3 separate regions of the Mus musculus genome follow, and regions 1 and 3 are each linked to region 2. A link is a contact called in public Hi-C and promoter capture Hi-C data. All regions are on one chromosome and are shown on one strand. The core of a region is the stretch at or near the end of the contact, and the rest is flanking DNA. Distances in the headings are between cores, read along the strand shown.

Region 1 (3,665 bases), core at 715-3,214, 2.1 Mb after region 2:
AGCTATACTTGCAGCAGAGCTGGAAAAGCTGGAGAGCGAGCCCTTGGCACTCCACTCACACTCAGACCAACAGGCCAGGAGCCAAGTCCTCCCTTCTGAGTTCACAAACTTAATCTCTAGATACAAGGTAGGTATTATGGGAGAAACTCAGACTAAAGAGTGTGACTGTTTGTTCTAGGTGCACACACTAAAGTTACTCATAAAACTTCGGGACCTTTCTTTTAGTAACAGTCTAGAGATCGCTCAACAACCCCCACAATTTTAACTATAGTAAGCAACATCCTGTGCAGATCCTGGGACAATTATTCCACACATCGAACTCTCCATCTAAAAGCTTCTTAAACCAAAGTGTCTCTTCAGAGAGAAGGTTTCAGCTGTCCGATCCGGATACTAAGATACTAAGCCCTCCATCCCCACAAACAAGGCCAGCAGAGGACAGGACCACTGGTGGTCCAGCTGTAGCAGCTGGGAGAGAAAAGTGGCTCTTCGTTACTCCTCACCCCACACCCTTCGACTGCGGGGTAAGATGTGGAAAAACAATCACACCTCTGGTGACTTCCAGCAAGATAGAATTCTTGGTAAGCCTTCCTACCACCCTCTTGGCTGCCTGGCTAGCTTTCTGGCTCCCTCGCTGCCTTGCCAAGCAAATTACAGTGGAAGTTGTTGTAGCCAGCAATGGCCACCGTCACCCTCCTTCCCAGAGTAGCGGGGCAGCTGGGGACCTAATTTAGGAGGATTTGACCATCTTAACTTTATTTCCAGAACACCAAACTCGTCATAATTCAAACTATTACATACACAGCTATTCTTAAAAAATCAGTAAGTCTATTAAATCTTTCGTTGTAAGCACTTTATCCTCAATTGAGGGAGGGGCTTAAGACTTGGGTCCGGGCTCTGAACGGTTTCTCCACATTAAAGGTTGAGAGGAGAGAAAAGAGGCCTAGACCACCTAGGGATGACAATCGATGCTGGTGGAAGTTTTGCGTTCTTGAAAAACCAACTAGGCATTTCCTCACCAGCCCTCCAGGACTTTGCGGTCTCCTGCCCTCCAGCCTGCCCGCGCTAGGTGTAAAGGCTACCAGCTGGTACTGCAGGTTCCTCAACTTCTTCCTATGGAGAAGGCTCTCACCCTCCTCGCAAACTGCGCTAAAGAAGTTCCCTGACCCGGACGATCCGGGAGCCGCGCCTCTAAGCCACCGACAGCACCGCTATCAGAGTCAACGGACTGACTACATGGCTTTCAGCCTACGCAGTAAGCGACTTTCGATCCCCAAAGGGGAGGAACCAGGTTTCACAGCCGCTGAATTCTCGAGAAGTTTCCGAGAGACGCGCAGCTTCGATCATTTGGCCGCGCTGGGTGTCCACAGTCCCAAAGGGAGAAGGATCTCAGCCGCCATCCCGGGCACCGAGCCCAGGAAACTGCCCTCCCCTCGCCGGCCAGGCTTTAGCCCCGACCGCTGCGTCTTCATCTGCGCCGCCAAAACCGCGGGGTTCAAAATCGCCCGGGTTCCGGGCTCGGTGTGCGCGCCACAGGGGCGCAGCTCAGAGCCGGAGCACCGACTAGGTGCAGGGAAAGAGCCCCCTACACTCCGGCTGCCGGGGCAGCAGGAACTCGCCCAAGTTTGCCAAAGCCCGGCCACGGTCTCCGAAAAGTTTGCCTCCTTCACAGAGGAAAGTTTGCGTGAGGGACGCGGGAGCCAGGCGGGTCCTGACACCTGCTGGCATCTCTCCTCCATCCCCGGGGCATGCCACCAGGCTCTGCCGGGACTGACCCTAAGCGGGAAAGCGCGGCCCCCCCCGCCCCCCCCGCCCCGGAGGACCGCAGCAGCATCCTCCCACCTGCGGAGGAGGGGAGTGTGGACTCACCTGGGCGTTGGAAGAGGAGGTGACTGAGGCAGGTGGTTGGCGTGGGCAGCCCCCAGCAGGAGCGGAGCGGAGACTGCGGCCCCTAGACAGCTGCGGCGAGTGAGCGGTCCGGCCGCCGCCCCCTCCGATCTTAACCGGCCTGACCACTCCCCCGCGCCTCCCCGCCCCTGCCCCCGCCCCGCGGCCGGCCTCCCGGGGGAGCCAGGGCGGGGCGCGCCGGCCGGGGCCCCGCGGGATCCTTGCGCCCCGCGCTGACGGCGGGGGGCCGGACGAACGCCGCCCTCTGATTGGCTCCTCGGGTCAATGGTTGCCGAGAGACGAGTAAACCTCGGGCGGCGCAAAGGGGCGGGGTGACCAAGAGGCAGCGTTGCGCAGGCGCAATAGAGAGGTGCTTTGTGGGCGGCGAACTAACTTTGGGGTTGAGGGCACAATTTTCCTCTGTCCTCTCCGCTCCACTCTGCCGTCTTCTTTAGCTTTCCCTTGCCTAGACTGTCCTTCCCTCTACCCCGCTTGCTCCCTGGCGGGCGCGTCTTCTTTCAAACTTTTAGGCGCTCCTCGCCCCAGTGCTCTCTGGTTTCCGGGAGCCGGGAGTGGAAGCCCACGCCTGCCTCGCGCGGTGTTTGTGAAGTCGGAAAACTCTTAGGTGGGCCCTGGAAAAATCTTTCTGATTCCTCGAACAAATTGGCTGGAGGTGAGGTCGTGGTCCTGGGGGGAAGGAAGCAGCTGTGGCCGCGCGGACCACCTGTGTGCAATTGGCGATCCCGGGAAGCTATCGCCAAAGCCTTAAGCACAGCAGCTCAGCTCTCCAGAGAGCAGCGCTGGTCTTTGCTGCTTGTTACTGCTCGCAGGTGTGGGACACACACACACACACACACACACACACACACACACACACACACACACACTCACTCACTCACTCACTCACACACACATAGTTGATGGCTCACACACACACACACACACACACTCACTCACTCACTCACTCACTCACACACACATAGTTGATGGCTCCGCTGTGGAACTCTCCTTCACCACTTAATTACCCGGAAGGCCTTGCAAGAAGCTATTGTGGTTTGGTCTTTATTTTAAGACAATGCCTCCTGAACCCCAGACAGGCCTCTAAGTAGCCTTGGCTCACCTTTAACTGATCCACCTCTGTGCACCTCCCAACTGCTGGGATTATAGGCGTGGTCTACCACGCCCAGCTTTACTGACCGTCTTGACCTATCCTCCAAAAACACTATTTCCCATCTGTATTATGGGAGGAAGGACGAGATAACCGTGAGATCAATATTATGGAAATAGCTATTAATCATGCACTGCTTGCTAAAAAGTTCATGCCAGGTACTAAATAAATCAGAAAGCAGTCGTTAATAAACACTTGTTGAGTTTCGTTTGACCCTCTCCTGGGTACTGGGGCCTAGATGGCTTCCCGAATCGGTGCTCTCTTCTGCCCTCTCCACCTCTGTGGAGCGTGAGTATCCGTATCCAGCAGTGTCTGCTAGGCTATGAAGAGTTCTCACACATGCACATGCTTTCTCTGGTAGGGGAGGCGAATTCCCAAAACTAAAACAGTGTAAGACATCAGTATGAGAACTTACATGTTCTTGAACACAAATTCAGGATATATGGCCAGCTTTTTTGTTGATAATGTGAGCCCTTTCTGATCTCACAGTGTCTTTTATTGTGTACAAAATGATGGGTGTGTGTACTCACAGAGCTGTCACCCAGAACATTTCCAGCTTAGCCATGGCCCCTGTCACTCAATAGATTGCAGGGTTACCAATATTAAGAACTCA
Region 2 (3,688 bases), core at 559-3,058:
AGCCTGAGCCACCCATAAAGACCATAACAACAATCCCTTCCCTGGACTTTCCATTCCCACAGGCTCCACTGTTTGTTGTCTCAGAACTGTCACCTGACTAGCTGTCTCAGAGTTGGGCCTTATTCCCCAAGAAACCTACAACTCCCCCCCCCCTTTCCTTTTCTTGTCATGCTTTATAGATAGGGTCTCATTCTGTAGCTCGGGCTGGTCTTGAACTCGGAGATAATCAAACTCAGCCTCCTTCATACTAGGCATGAGCCAGCCAGCTCATTTTCACTTTTCTTGTTCTTTCTGAGACAGAGAAAAGACTACTCTGTGTAGTCCTGGCTGTCCTCGAACTCACGGAGATCCACCTGCCTCTGCCTCCTGAGTGCTGGAATTAAAGGTATGTGCCATCTCCACCTAGCTCTTTCAAGCTTCTTAAAGACCAGGCCTAGAAAAAGTCTGCGAATAAGGGCTGCTGGGCACGTGGCTATTAGCTCGGTAGAGGAAAAGGGATTGGGGGCGGGGAAGGGTCTTGGGAGAAATAGACAAGCGAGCTCAGAGAGTTTCCAGGGTTGCAAGAACAACCCCGCTTGGTCTCTGCGGTTTGAGGCCTCAGCCTGAGCAGGAAGACTGGTACATTCCTCCTGGCTGCAGGCCCTAAGCGAGCACGTGGAACTTTGGGGGTGGGGCAGTACAGCTGGGACGAGACAGCATACCTGGATGGATTAGATCTACAGGAAGGGCAGGAACTGAAGTGCTCACAAAGCAGAAACCCCTTCCTTACGTCTGAACAAAGTCACCCGATTTACACAAGCTTTTCAAATAAGTGAAAGACTTTTAAGTTTTATAACGATTAGAGGTTTGCTCCGAAGACTTCGTAGAAGTAACCTGTCCCAACTGCGCTTGGAACAGGATTCTGATGTAGTGAAGTCGGGCCTGATCGGCAATGAAGCCAATGGTGGAGGTTGACTCCCGGCGGCGGCCGCGTGGGCGGCGCGGGGCTCCGGCTGCACCCCCGGGCCGCCCGGAATCCTGCGAGCGCTCCCCGGGGCGGGGGAAAGAGCGCCAAGGTCTTGCATCAGACAAAAGGCGGTGCGAGTCCGCTGCCACAAATGCCACGGGACCCGCAGGAGCAGAGCCAGCGCCCCGCGCCCCCTGCCCCCACCCCAGGAGTCTGCACTGAGCAGGGATGGTGTGCGTGTAGCACCCCGAGCCGGGAGCTCGCAGCCTGGGTCGCCAGGCACGAAAGCTCCAGAGAGGTTCTGGCATTCGAGAGAGGTTCTGGCATCCCGCAGGACCAGATGGAGCAGCTGCACTTTGCAGCGCCGGCAAGAAACACGCGGTAGCAAAAAGCACAAAAAGTTTGCATTCTGCACCTCCAGGCCATTCGTTCCTCTCTGCTTTTCCTCCCTCCCACTGCTGGTCCCGAATCTCCGGAGGCCCCGGGACCAACTGATAAGATAGGGGAGGACAGCCCTGGAACCACTGGGGTCAGCGGGTTTGGCCATAAAGATGCCCGGTGATTACGCTTGTGTCCGGCTCGCCTTACCTGGAGTTCAGCTATCAGCTCCTCCTTGCTCAAGTTCTGCTTCTCCACCACCTGCAGCCCTCCATCTTGCAGGATCTTCCGGCAGCAGGGGTCCAGGCTGTCACTGATGAGTACTTTGCGCAGATTTGCGAAGGCCATTGCTAGAGTCAGGCCTTAGAATCAGTTGCTGTGGGTGGGCAGAAGCACTTAGTTCAGGAAACTGCAAGCAGGGCTGGCTCCGGTGACTGGGCAGGGTTCTCGATCTCCCGCTCCCCCTTTATCCTCCCCCTCCTCGCGCCAACAGTCTCCTTTTGATTGGTCAGAAATGCTTAAACTCTGCTGACTCCGCCTCCCCGGGCAGAGCCTCCCACACATTTTTTTTTTTTTTTTTAAATCCTACACAGACTACACTTCCAGCAGTGAAGCCCTTACCTGCCCCGGGTGAGCTTTAACACGCACGATTTATGCCAGCAGGCTGATTTATATTGGAAATAAACAGAAATACGCTGTCTCCACGAGGGAATTAAATCTCATAGTAACTTCTTTCCTCTTAAAGACCATTTATTGGCTGGGTATTTATAACTCCTAGTTGAGCATAATTAGACTGAGTAAGGCCACGGGTTCGATTCTCAGCAACGCACACACACACACACACACACACACACACACACACACACACACACCGTTAGGAGATTAAGGAACAAGGTGTGTGTGTGTGTGTGTGTGTGTACATAAGAGTTGGTTCTTGCCTTCCACCAATCCCAGTGGGAGATGAGAGACAAGTCTGGGAAAGGCAAGGGCTTCTTATTCCTTACCCCCCAAAAGACTTTAAGATTAAATCTAGATACAGTAAGGGCCATGAATGAGGCTGGAGGACCACTTGAACCCAGGAGTTCCAGGTCAGCCCCAGATGGGAGTCAGGGAGGGGGAGAGAAGTACAAGGGTGGTAGTGGTTTTAGTCTTTAGAAGTTAGATGATTACTTTTTTTTTTTTTAGAAGGGATTAAATCTGTTAGGTAAATTCAGCCTTGATTATATTATATAAATAACACCCCTTACTATTATACCTCACAATCTTAACATCAAATGTAAGTAAGAGAGTCTCTTTCAGAACTATGTACTGACAAGTCCTCTGCCTGTGCTGTTACCTCCATCCACAAAACAGGAACCCTGGCCTTCTTGGAAGAACTGGGGAAGTAGTTCTGCCCTTTCCTCTAGACTTTCCTTCCTTTCCCTTCTCTGGCCCAGCCCCTTGGGAAAAGAGAGACTTCAGCAGCCACAGCAGGCCAGCTCGGATGCCCTTGGCTCTCCGGATAAGAGTAACAGTAACAGGGTTCATAGGGACCGGAGGAGAGCAGCCGACTTAATTTTCTATTTGGAGACCAGTGGTGAGCCCCAAACCTGCACAGTGAGAAGTAAAGCAGATAATTTTTCGGGTAGAATATCAATGATCCAGCGGGGGTTGATTTCCAGCTTCTTAAACAAACAAACAAAAAGAAGAAGAAGAAGAGGAAGAAGAAGAAGAAGAAGAAGAAACGGACTCTGAAAGTATCTCTCCAGGCTTTTGCTTTCTTCTCCGTAACGTGAGCCTGACAGTAGGGAAGTGTCCGATGTGGGGATGAGATAAGAAAGACATCTTGGGGATTAGTGTGCCCTGCACCCCTTCACTCTAAGCCAGTCAGCTGACATGTCAGGTGGCGGGTATCCTTTGAGACACTGTGGAGAACCCTGGAATTGAAACTTTAATGGAGAAAAATCCCCGTGCCAATCCCGCACGATGACACCCGTCTGTGATCTCAGCACTTGGGACGTAGATTTCCAGGGAGATCAGAGCCGAATCAAAATTGATTCCAGGCTATCCTAGGCTACCAGAGATTTTGTCTAGAACAATAAAACAAGAGATGATTTCCTGTTGTCTGTGAGCCCTTGAGCTGGGGTTGGCAGCCCTGGTGAAGATCTCTGGCCTGTTAGGAGAGACTTCATTGATGTGCCTATGACCTTACAACCTGGCCCCAGGTCAAAGAGAGAAGCCCCACACAGGGGATTACAGTGACCCCACCCTTCTTCACTGAGTAGACTTTTCTGGGTTCCTGTACATTCTTATTGGCTATGGCATCAGTGTTCATGAACACACCCTACCTATCCTCATTGAGAACTCAATTACGTAAGATCTAAT
Region 3 (3,653 bases), core at 390-2,889, 2.9 Mb after region 2:
TGGTCACCGCAGTGACAGAGTACATGAATAGGCTATACAGGGTTCGATACGATGAGTGGTCGTTCTCATTCCCACCCCGTTTCTGGGACATTCTCTCTAGATAAAGTTACAGGATTTGGGTCTGGGAAGAGTTGTGCACAGAGGAGCTAACAGGGGGCCCTGGAGAGAGGTTGGTGTTAGGCCCAGGTGCTGAGTATTGGACAGGAAGGACACCCACGGGGGGATGAGGGGAGCCCTTTCTATAGTGACATTTCCTGTGTGAAGCTCAGAATGTTTGTGTGCTCCCTGAATGGCTGATCTATTCTGCACAAGGCATTCTCAGCTTTCTCCGCAAGCCAAGGGCAGGCTTTCTCCTCTCACCCATTGGTGTGAGCTGCCAGTTTGTCCCTGGACTTTCAGCTTCGACAGCATCCCAGGCTTCGTTTTCTTCTTTCTCACCCACCCAAGCTTCTTCACTTCCTCCTCACCCCCACACCCGGCATGTTTGCACCCTTCCTCATCTCCCTGGCACCCTTTACTCCAGGCCAATGACTATCAATGACAACTCTTCTCACTAGAAGCTCTTGGAACGCTATAGATCCCACTGGCACACATACTCCATGCTGCCAGGAGCCTGGGCATGAGTCACTTCTTACAGCTCACTTGCTGGTTCTCACCAAGACTAAGACCACCTGCTTGGCTTCGCTTGGATGACAGGAGAGGACTCCTGGTTGGTCTTCTCCTGTTGCTCTTCAGTATCATGCCCTCTCATCATACCCTGGCTTAAACATAGCTCTCCAGACAAGAGGCTCACTGCTCCTAGGCACCCTCTGACATCCTGTCTAGCTACAGCTTCATCGGCCACCAAGGATGTCCATGTCTTTTCTCTGCTAACCTGTCTTCTTTCTGATTAATGCCTGTCTGTCACCTGGGAGTCTTTGTACAACCCCACAGCCACCCAAAGAGAGAATGAAAGGCAGACAGGCTTTAGAGCCACCCTCACCCACTGGAGTCTTCATTGTGGGCCACACAGGTAACATTGGATGGGGATGCTACAGAAAGGCTGCTCCCCAACTTTCTACATAGCAGCCGTCCTAAAATGAAAACCTTTAGGGAATGGAGACTTACCCAGAATCCTCACGTCCAGGTCCTTCTCCAGCCTAGTCATCCCATTTGTGCCATACACCATTACATTATAGGTGCCACTGTCGTTTCTCATCATCGGCTTCTTTATCTTCAGGGATCCGTTTGCTAAGACCTCATACGTTTCTGATATCAAAAAAGGTGGCTTCTTCCTTTTAAACTCTGCGACCAGGGTGCCCCTCCTTACCCATCGCACCTCATCAATATCATCAGTCATTTGAAAGTTGGGGATGTTCAGGGTGATGCCATGACCCAAGACACCCCAGATGGTCTCATTGTCTCTGCAGTCCGCCCCTGTAAAAAAGTAAGATGGTTTCTGAGGTCTCGGGACTACGGAGGATCTCCCTCTTCGCCTCTAATGTCCACTCCAAGGTCTCCGGAAGAGCTCCACGCGAATGCTTACCTTTGCCGGAAAGGCTGAAGAGCAGAAAGAAGCTACCCAGGAATTTACATTTCATCTTTAGAGTTCTTTTCCCAGGGGTGACTCTGAGTTCTTTCTGTCAGGACTGTGGTGAGGCTGGCAGAAGCCACACCCAGCAACCTGAACCACGTGTCTTTCATGCCTGCTGTTCACAGTAGGGGAGGGGGAGGGGGAGAGGGAGAGGTAGAGATGGGGAAGGAGAGAGAGAGAGACAGAGACCCTATCAAAACGACTCATGCATTTGCTGCCCTCCTTAACCGAAATAGGTGTCTGTGTCACATTTTAATCTTTACAAAAACAGCTTAGGGTGTTGGGTTTTAGCACCCCACCAGAGGAAGAAGAGGAACTGGGAGGTCAGTTGCCATAGCTACCCTTTTGTAAACAAGGGCTTAAACATAGCTGGCCACTCAGCTGTGCTGCCTTCAACAGGACCAAGTAGACTCACCGGCAAAAGGTCATAGGAATAGAATTCAGATATGTATATTTGGGAAGGATTGGGAGGCGTGGCCTTGTTGGAGGTGCGTCACTGAGGGTAGGCTTAGAAATCTTTAAAGCCCTTGTGGTCCTGTTAGCTCTCTCTCTCTCTCTCTCTCTCTCTTCCCTCTCCCCTTCCCCACTCTGTCTATCTGTCTGTCTCCTGCTGTGGATAGGAATGTAAAACCCCCCCAGCTACTGCTCCAGCGCTATGCTTCATGCCTGCTGCCATACTCCCGGCCATGCTGGCCATGGACCTGTAAGAGCACAGTAGATTCTTCCTTCTCTAAGTTGCCTTGGTCATGATGGTTTGTCACAGCCATTGAAAAGTGACTGCAACACCCATGAACGCCATGCCTGAAGAGGCCAGAGGAGTCCATCGATCTCCTGGAATTTAAGTTACAGATGGTTGTGAGCTGCCTCGTGGGTGCTGGGAATAAAACCTGGGTCTTCCGGAAGAGCAGCCTGAGCTCTTAAGTACCAAGATATCTCTCTTGTCCTAAGACTATAAAAAAATAGTGAACAGGGATACAAGGACTAATGTCCCTAAAAAGACAACAGAGAGGTCACGTGAGCAAGAGATACAGTGAACATATAGTCTTTTGATTCTTTAGAATTCAGTGAGAAAAGGTCTTCAAAATCACGGTTTTTCCATTTCAGATGCTTAACAACAGCCACAACAGTGCATTTCAGTTGAGTTAAAATATTAATTCCAAGGGGGGAAAAATCCAAGTGAAATAAGACTTAACAGGAAACATAAAAGAATTCCTATTCTTGAGTATGGAAAATCTTCCTATATGTATTGCACAATTCAGAAATAGTAAAGATGGACGTTAGAGGCCACATAAAAATCTAGAATCTATGCATGTACAAAGAGCTATTAAATGTGTGAGAAGTCAAGCCAAGATATTTGCAATGTGTGCAAACTGTTACTATCTAAGATGTCAGCATCATTTCTTGTCTTCCCTTTGGGGTGTTGAGGATGGAAACTTGAACATGCTAGGCAGGCACTCAACCACTGAGCTACATCCACAGTCAAAGGTATACATAGTTTTTAATCAATCACTAACAAAACCATTTTAAAAATGGGGGAAAATTATTGATTTAACAAAGAAATACTGTGTGTGTGTTAACATGCATGTGTGTGTGCGTGTGCGTGTGCATGTGTGTACATGTGTATTCACCCCAACATGGATCACATTGCTTTTAAAACGAAAACCTTGTTTGCATAAAGGATGCCTAAGACATCCCTTTCTGAGAAACAGCATGCAGCTGTCTCTGCTGCTAAGTTCTAGTCACTGGCCACCTGGCTGCCAGCCCTGGGGAGAGAAAGCACACACCAGCCTCTGCTTTGGGCCAGTCTTGCCCCCTCTTCCTCTCACTCTCCTGTAATCCCCATGCTCTCAGGAGCCTTGCTCTCCTCCCCTGATTTGCAAGGCTAACACTGCCCTTTCTGCATCCACTTCAGTTCTGAAGGAGGAGTCAGCTTCAAAGGGGGACCATGGAGGAGGAGGGCGGACAGGTCTGACTCTGTAGGACGTAAAACTTTCCTAGGTAATATATATATATACATACACACACACACACACACACACACACACACACACATATTAAAAAATTGAAAAGCTAGGTAATA

Evidence for each region. Promoter capture Hi-C pulls out the DNA fragments that hold promoters and counts their contacts. Hi-C and Micro-C count contacts between places; a contact is called where the count stands out from the background.
Region 1: a promoter capture Hi-C map of embryonic stem cells shows a contact between it and region 2, with 5 times the contacts expected there. The contact joins the promoter of Tent5c here to the promoter of Phgdh in region 2. A contact is called at or near these places in 1 of 39 promoter capture datasets (embryonic stem cells) and 1 of 484 Hi-C or Micro-C datasets (B cells).
Region 3: a Hi-C map of B cells shows a contact between it and region 2, with 5 read pairs. The contact joins the promoter of Cd2 here to the promoter of Phgdh in region 2. A contact is called at or near these places in 1 of 39 promoter capture datasets (pre-B cells) and 1 of 484 Hi-C or Micro-C datasets (B cells).

The regions. Positions count from the first base shown.
Region 1 is chr3:100,487,228-100,490,892 of GRCm38.p6, forward strand. It overlaps Tent5c (terminal nucleotidyltransferase 5C), which reads right to left and starts at 1,965. Exons shown (of 2, transcript NM_001142952.1): 1 at 1,867-1,965.
Region 2 is chr3:98,338,161-98,341,848 of GRCm38.p6, forward strand. It overlaps Phgdh (3-phosphoglycerate dehydrogenase), which reads right to left and starts at 1,809. Exons shown (of 12, transcript NM_016966.3): 1 at 1,535-1,809. The coding sequence starts at 1,672.
Region 3 is chr3:101,286,300-101,289,952 of GRCm38.p6, forward strand. Cd2 (CD2 antigen) reads right to left here and starts at 1,640. Exons shown (of 5, transcript NM_013486.2): 1 at 1,526-1,640; 2 at 1,108-1,416. The coding sequence starts at 1,580.